3 separate regions of the Zea mays genome follow, and regions 2 and 3 are each linked to region 1. A link is a contact called in public Hi-C data. All regions are on one chromosome and are shown on one strand. Each heading gives the region's core, a stretch centred on a gene start, on an enhancer-like site or on the middle of the called end of the contact. The rest is flanking DNA. Distances are from core to core; before and after follow the strand shown. Region 1 holds the start of LOC103642624. Region 2 holds the start of LOC100280218 (Double-stranded RNA-binding protein 3). Region 3 holds the start of LOC103641398 (putative protein of unknown function (DUF594) domain family protein).

Evidence for each region. A called contact is a pair of places that touch in the nucleus more often than the background predicts.
Region 2: a contact with region 1 is called in a Hi-C map of leaf, with 5 times the contacts expected there. The contact joins the promoter of LOC100280218 here to the promoter of LOC103642624 in region 1. A contact is called at or near these places in 4 of 25 Hi-C or Micro-C datasets (ear, leaf and tassel).
Region 3: a contact with region 1 is called in a Hi-C map of leaf, with 5 times the contacts expected there. The contact joins the promoter of LOC103641398 here to the promoter of LOC103642624 in region 1. A contact is called at or near these places in 3 of 25 Hi-C or Micro-C datasets (ear and leaf) and 1 of 3 datasets of contacts at active chromatin or transcription factors (leaf).

Annotation. Positions count from the first base shown.
Region 1 is chr10:92,813,492-92,816,231 of Zm-B73-REFERENCE-NAM-5.0, forward strand. It overlaps LOC103642624, which reads left to right and starts at 1,349. Exons shown (of 3, transcript XM_008665853.2): 1 at 1,349-1,476; 2 at 1,564-2,022; 3 at 2,109-2,264. The coding sequence starts at 1,471. The coding sequence ends at 2,264.
Region 2 is chr10:92,659,633-92,662,372 of Zm-B73-REFERENCE-NAM-5.0, forward strand. LOC100280218 (Double-stranded RNA-binding protein 3) reads right to left here and starts at 1,368. Exons shown (of 5, transcript NM_001153149.1): 1 at 1,131-1,368; 2 at 645-888; 3 at 230-477. The coding sequence starts at 475.
Region 3 is chr10:92,973,194-92,975,933 of Zm-B73-REFERENCE-NAM-5.0, forward strand. LOC103641398 (putative protein of unknown function (DUF594) domain family protein) reads right to left here and starts at 1,386. Exons shown (of 2, transcript XM_008664755.3): 1 at 1,174-1,386; 2 at 1-1,087. The coding sequence starts at 1,082.

The DNA of each region.
Region 1 (2,740 bases), core at 99-2,598:
AAAGAGATCCAGATTGGAAGATACTAATTACAAAACTCCGGTCAAAAGAAATACAATAGCCTACAGAAGAATCATCAAATGAAACAACCAACCAATGGTTATGCTTCATGGCATGCACTTTTGCATGGCCACCTAGTTACTTACCAACACCACAAAATCAACTACTGCAATGCAAAAATACTCAAATTTTGGAATGCTTGGTAGCTACATCCTTTTTCTCCCATCAACTTTTTTTTTTTGATTTGGAATGCTTTCCATAGAGCGCACACAAATGAACTTCCTTAGTAGTTAAAGTTGTTGTAAGGATCAGTTAAACTTGACAGCATCACTTTTATAGTGAGGGCACTGCACTTTGGCATCAGTGGAGGCGGCCGGCAGCTCCAGCTGCTTCTTCTTGCTAGCATTGCCCATCACTCTAATATAGCTGGAGTCAAATTTGGTTCATTCGAATCTCTGCTCAAGTCAGAAGAAACCAGCAAAACGTAGTCGCCACGGAAATGGAGCTTGGCGACATCTGAGCTGTGGTTCCTACGGCAGCCGCCTCACCTGCTAGGCCTTTTGTGTCCTCCGCAACGGTGAGACAACCTCCGCAGCGAAGGGTCCCAGTGGGAGAGAGGAGGCGTCGGCGGGAGAAGACGACCGTCGTTGATCTCGCCGTAACACCGGCCAACGTGGTTTAATCCGACGTAGCCGCCTCCGAATTGGACCTTGGCGGCGTCCTGACAGTGGTACTCTAGGGTCCAGCGAGGACCTCCGCGTCTTCCGAGACGGCGAGGCGTCCTCTGCGGCTAAGAGCACTTTCCTTCCTCCGCGACGGCGAGCCGGCCTCCGCTGCGAAGGAGTTATTTGAATTTGTAACACTATCGTCGCGCGGAGTTATTTGAATTTGTAACACTATCGTTGCGCGGCTTCGCCACTTTGTAACTCTGCAGCCGTGCTTCGCCAGTTTGGTATTATGGAGGAAACACCCGCGCCATTTAGGTACTGTTAATGTCCCGTCCTCTGTAAGCGTCCGTTTTGTTGCGCTTGTGTACAGCCGTGGACTAAAGTACCCCTAGTCCGCTCTTGCTGACTGCACACTCCTATTTCTTCAGACTCGCCCGCGCCGCCGGAGACTCTGCACCGCCGTCTGCAATGTCCGCCCTCTGCATCCCGCGTGAGCAAGGAGCTAGTGCCCGCGCCGTGTGAGCAAGGAGCTGGTGCCCGCGCCCCCGTCTGAAGAAAGAGAATCGCCCGAGCCGCCCTCTGCATCCCGCGCAGCCGTCTGGCTACTGGTTCCCCTGCCCCGGCTGCATGGAGATAGAAAACTCCGCCCACTCCCCGGATTCAACTCAAGTTTTACCGGTTATGAGCTCGGAGGCACCCCTTCCTTGCCTTCCCACTGGTTCTCCGGTGGAAAGAGTGGATGCACCGGTCAGGACCTCGGATTTGTCGGATCCCCTAAATTTTCTTTTTAGGGAGCAACATACAATGGAGGTTTGATTCAATTTACAGTATACAGCAGTTTATTGTGTTTAGTACCTGTGCCTAGTACTTCATAGGTGTATTATCCTTTGGTTTCAGGTATTAGAAATTGATTGGGGGGCAATACAGATTGATGATAGATGGGAAGAAGGAGAACAACAGACTGCCTCAGAGTCAGTGCTTTATGATCGGTTAGGATTGCTAGCAGAAGATGAACGTGAAACTACTGAAAGGCAAGATGCTTTTACTAGTAGATCGTTTGGTGTCCGCGGAAGCGATGAAATTGATGATGAAACTGTTGCTTTGCCCTGCAATGATTGCATACCACAAGAAAGGGTATTTGTTTGCAACAGATCAAATCCAATAATGAAGATTGGTAGTTTGTACAAGGATATGAAAGAATTCAGGCTGGCTATGAGGCAGTATGCGATCAGTAATGAGTTCGAGTTAGGAATTGAGTCAAGCTCACCTTTCAGATATAGAGCTTATTGCAAAGGAGGTGATTGTCCATGGAGAATCAATGCAAGGCTACAGAATGCCGGGTCTCCCACAGTAGTGGTGAGTAATGTTTTAGCACACATTTATTGTACTCTCGATAGTGGATGAAATTAGGGAAGCTCACAATGATTCCTTTCTGTGTGCAGGTTACAGTAATCGTGGATCAGCACACATGCACTTCAAGTCCACATCGACGTCGACCACTAGGCGTTTCTTCCCCCTCGACGGAGCCGCCATCGGAGGAAGAGCACTATCGGAGGATCGAGCTCGACGGGAAGTGGCGGCGCCGTGGAAAGGGATGAGAGTTAGGTTTTCACCGAGGGGCGCCGTGGTTACAGCGAGGGGCAACAATGACTTTTACCGTAGGTAAGAAAAGGTTACAGAGGCCGGGACATTAACAGTACCAAAACGGCGCGGGGGTTTCGTCCATAATACCAAACTGGCGAAGCACGGTTGCGGAGTTATAAAGTGGCGAAGCCGCGCGACGAGAGTGTTACAAATTCAAATAACTCCGCTGCGAAGGGCACCAGTGAGGGCTTGTTCGGTTATTTTTAATCTATATGGATTGGAGGGGATTAATACGGATTGAGAAATATTTTGACTTATTAGGGATTGAAACCCCCTCAATTTATATGGATTGAGCTAGAACCGAACAAGCCGTGAGAGGGAGAACGCGTCGTGGGAAGAGTACGACCGGTGTTGATCTAGGTATAGCACATGTCGACGTGGTTCTCGGCGGTGACTGGATGAGCCATTGCGGGAGAGAGGAGGCGACGCC
Region 2 (2,740 bases), core at 118-2,617, 150 kb before region 1:
AGTTATCAACAGATGGCCAGCAAAGATGAAAGATGAGATCGTCTGTTCGCTGCTATACTTATGGTCGAAACCGAGGAAGGATATTATTTAACATATCCTACAATAAAATTACTGAGTTATCTAAGGTGAGTACACTGTCCTGGTAGTCAACTAATGTCTCTAGGTAGAATGTTCAAAAGGAGATTCTCCACACAAGCAACATGCTTCCAGAGGTATCAACAAAACTAACCAGAACTTTGGCAGCCAGCGTCGACGAAGGCCCCCTCTTTGATAACTCATTGAGTGCTACCTCAGCTGCCGCATGCTCCGCCTGCCGCAGAGTGGAACAAAACACTGGGCTCTCGAACATCTCCCCGTTGAAATTAACTGTAGCCTTAAACCGGGGTGCATGATCTGGTCCCTCCCGGATGCAGGAATAGGACGGCAGATTGAAGCAGCTCCTCTGAGCAAGCTCCTGGAGTTGGTTCTTATACATCTCTGCACCGAAACACACGCATATGTAATTACTAAACGTGTGACCATAATATTTTCACAAGGTGGAACGATATGAAGAAAGCATCTCCTGGCACAGAGACATATATTTCATAAATAAAAGGATGAACAGCACGAAAGGGAACATCTCCATGGTAGAAAGAAACACATACCTCCAGTGCTGGTGTGCCAAGCAAAGCTTCAGATTCGATAGCAGCTTCTGCCCATTCTTCCCCAGCTCCTTGTAAAAGCCTCGGCCTCCAGTTGCTGCAGCAAAGATAAGGAAGGTGAAGCAATAACTAGCGCTGTACCCGCTGTCCTGTAGAAGAACAAGTCCGGGGTTAAGGTTGAGCAATAAACCAAGTGTTGGGCCAGAAACAACAAGACGAGATCAATGCAGCCTTGCAGGAAGGTTCTCTGCTGACGCCTCAGTTGTACCGGCGCGAACGGGGACGGAGACGGACCAACCAAGTGAAAGGACATGGGGGTGTACACATGTATGATGGTGTATACACCCAATAATTTTTTCAAACAAACAAATAAACAAAAAAAACGAAACTTTTAGGCATGTATACACAGATGAGATCAAATCCATAGCCAAATAGCTAAAGCTAGGGTTCGGGCGCTCGCGGTTAGGGAAGAGAAGAGGGTGCGCGTACCTTGGTGGGTGCTCGTCGCCGGCGAAGGAGAAGGACCCACGAAGACCTGCCGAAGGGACTGACAAAGAACTGGCATACGGCGGCGCCGGCGGGGCAGCGACGCAGCCTCCGGCCTGCAAGACGAGACGAGCCCTCTTCTTCTTCTCTTCCCTTTCCTCGTGCTTACTTGTAATAATCATCTCTCGTCCGGCGGGGCAGCCATGTGCGCATCATAATTTTCGCTCGGGATTAATTAAGCTTTGATTATCACGAGGTAGCTGCCTGCCTGATGTTGTTATAAACAAAATCGAGTCAAATCCGCTTCGACCACGCACACCTTCTCACACACGCTCTCAGCGTCCTCTAAATTCATCATTTATATTCATATTTTATGGTCTTCTCTAAAATATTCTCTTCTTTATATCTCCTTCTACTTCAACAAATTTCTCTATATCTCATTTTCTATACGTAAATATCTGTGATATGTAAATATCAATGATAGATACATATTTTACTTTAATTTATGTACGTACTATAAAATATACTGTATATATTTTAATTTTGTTAAATATGTTGTTTTAAATATTAAAATGAATAGAGAAGATCACAGAAAAACTCTCTATATATATAGAGGATCTAACAACATTCTCTATATTTAGAGAACCGTTTAGAGAACGATACTAGAGACAATGAGGACAATCTTCTCTAAAATTTAGATTAGAGGACGCTTTAAAGGAAATGCTCGAGAGTCTCATGATGCTTCTAACACTGTTTTTCAGCCGTCCAATTTTAAGATCCATGTTTTTTGGGATAATAATAGCTTTGGTTAGCTAACGCCGAGCTGATACCAAGGGTACGTTTGGTTCCTTATCAACTCCAACAATTCTCTAAACAACTCTCTAAATTTTACATTTAAAAATAAACAAAAAATGTTTCTTCAATAGTTCTTTAATTAGACTTGCTAAATTTTGTTACTTGCTATTCAATCCTATTTACTCTCTAGATTTGACAATTCGATATACACTTTCTAAATACAGTTGGCTTGGATGGCGGCGGCGCTGCTGCGAGGTTATAGAGAAGATGAATCTATGATGAATGGCTTGAGATGTTATGGTGGCATGTATTTATATAGACTCGGAGTGACTACATGACAGATCTAATCTGGTATTTATCTGTTACAATCCTATCATATCTGTTAGGAACTCTAACAAACTCAAAGCCAAATCCGTTACATAACATATCTAATATGGTACTTATCTGTTACAATCCTGTCGGGGACCATAATTAGGGGTACCCTCAAGACTCCTAAATCTCAGCTGGTAACCCCCATCAGCACAAAGTGCAAAGGCCTGATGGGTGCGATTAAGTCAAGGATCGATCCATTCGAGGGACGCGATCACGCCTCGCCCGAGCCCAGCCTCGGGCAAGGGCAGCCGACCCCGGAGGATTTACGTCTCGCCCGAGGACCCCCCTCCAGCAACGGACACACCTTTGGCTCGCCCGAGGCCCAATCTTCACCAAGAGGCAACCTTGGCCAAATCGCCACGCCAACCGACCGAATCGCAGGGACATTTAATGCAAAGGTGGCCTGACACCTTTATCCTGACGCGCGCCCTCCAGTCGACAGAGCC
Region 3 (2,740 bases), core at 136-2,635, 160 kb after region 1:
AGCTGACGAAGGCGGTCCCATCTTCCGGTGCACAGAGCCGCGTACCGGAGCCAGCTCCACCGCGTGGTGCACAGGAACGCGTACGCCCACGAGGAGCCCAGCGCGTTCAGCACCGACACCATCTCCATCCCGAACGCCCCGACCAGCAAGACGTAGGTGACGACCACGTCGACCTCGTATCGACGGCCGCCGTCGCTGAAACGGAACAGAAGGAACGAGGCGGCGACGGCGAGAGACGAGGCGAGACGGACAAGGTAGCCCGGCCAGGTGTGGATCACGGCGGCCTTGGTGTAGAGGACGTCGTACAGCAGGGAGAGCTGCAGCTCCGCGAACGCCCACATGCCCCTGCCGTCCTGCTTCCTGAGCGCCCTGAGCATCTCCAGGGTGTTGTGCTCGGGGTCTTTCTCCAGCCAGGAATCCACGGCGGCGCGCTTGGAGATGTGGAACATGTGATGTGCCTGGCGCAGGTAAGCTTCTTCCTCGTCGACGGCGGCGTCCTTGCTCGGCAGGCCGTGGTCCCAGTGGTGGATGTGGTGGTGCCTGGCGGCGGGCGGTTCCTTCGTGAGAGAGCTACGGATGCTGCTCTTGTTGCCGCCCCTGATCGCCGCCACCTTCTCCCCGTACTTGGCGACGCCGACGGCCCACATCAGGAGGGCGGCCAGAACAAGGAAGGTGTCGCCTCTAGCGGCCGGCGGCCTCGGGAGATGTATGTAGAGGACGTAGGTGACCGCTAGCACCTTGACGACGAAGACCTGCAGGTGGCGCAGCCAGAGCTGGTTGTCGTGGAACGCGTAGGCGCCGATGCTGTCCGGGCCGCCGCGGTGCAGGAGGAGGAAGGGCGCCCAGAACGGCATCAGCCGGTGGTCGCGCACCGCGCTGCTCAGGGACAGGAGCCCGATCGCGTAGATCCCGACGGTGTCGGCCAGGTGGTACGCCAGCCACAGAGGAACCCGAAGCAGCATAGGGGCTCGACGTCGACGGATTCCGGCGAGGGGTAGGAGGAGGACGTGCATGCCGAGGCTCAGCAGCAGCAGGATCTGGATGGCCCAACGGTTCCACACCTCGAGTGGCCGAAAGGCCATTTTTGCTACAAAGAAGGGGAAAAAGTAAATATTTACATACAAATATTGGAATTTTAGGTAAATAATGTGTTTTAACGGAATGGAGTCACACTTCTGAAGTAGACTATATATAGAGACGGAAACACATCAGAGATACTTGTATGAATTGTCAATATCTGCAAATGCTATGAATTGTCAACATCTGCAAAGGGAGAAGCCTATAGCTCGCCTGCATCAGCGGATCATGTAGCTGGACAGAAGGAGAGGAATGGCGACGATTTGACCCGAAGAGAAAGGGGCCGGAGCGAGGTCTTGTACCATGTATCTGCGTCAATCATCAATCGCTGTATGGTGGCATTAGCGTTAGCAATAATTAACTGTTGATTGCTGGTGGCTTGCATATTGTAGGAGGCGATCTCCACTAATAATATAATAAGTCATCAGTTAATACTATAGGTATGAACTTACAAACGTCCATCAATACAATATATAGTCAACATATAAATCGATCCAAAAGGAGCACCTGTGGCCATTTGATGGAAGCCTAAGTCACCATTTATTGCCAAGAACTGGAGAAGCTTCTGCAGGTTTATGTGATGGGGATGCAAGAGCCCACAATCATTGACGGTTGTCCGGTTGGCATGCCAAAATTTGTTTTCATTGTTTAACACGGTAAGATCTTGCGTGTAGGATATCAATGTCGCAGAACCTACTAAGTTATTGAGCCCACATCCATCTGTCCTTGTCTCAAAGACCTCAGACGGATATGCATGTGCACCAAACAACTTAACAGGATCCATCCGATTGTCCCAAGGACCCCGGATAAACCACTTATCATCAAGATCGCAAGATTAAGTAAACACAACTCACATACAAACATTTGCAGCGGAAATTCTTTATTACAAAATGGTTACAAGTTACAACATTTATAAGTTATAACAAGATTACAATATATATCATCGGAGTTGATTACAAAAGGGATTAAAAAAGATTACAATTTGAATGTATGAAACATTTATAAGTTTTAAAATACATGCTAGCTTAAGTGACAATCCTCAATAAAGAAGCTGTTGGGGACCTTCATCCTCCGAAGGTCATCAAAAACATAATTTAACAATGTCTTCCAAGTATGGTTTATGGACAGGTATCTTCGGATTCATGATAAAAGCAGACACGATGAGGAGCTTGATCGTGACGAAGGTTGTTGTCGCTCCGAAGCTGTGTGAAAGGGAGCTTCGGCTAAATCGCAGAAAAGGGAACCGACTTAAAAGGGAAAAGGTTGTTCAGTCCTCATAGATTTTTCTATAAGCCAATAGCAAATGTAAATGACATAATTGTAATTTCTCATAGGCTGTGTCCTGTGCTTATAAATAGATGAACAGTACCCCGTACTGTTCACGCTGACTTGTTCTCGCTTTTGCATCACGCTTGTATTTTTTGCCTTCTGTTAAGCCAAAGGTACTTTTGTAATTCAATATTGTTTCTGTCTTTTCATGATAATATAATAAGAATAAATTAATAATGTTATATGATTGTTCATGTTGTCTCTTATATTTCATATGATTCTTCTTATATTAACTTATACTGCAATGATGAAGGTACGTCCTTCATGACCTTCGTCTGAAGATCATTATATCCTGAGGGGAATAATGCTTCGAATGACGAAGGGCATTAACATT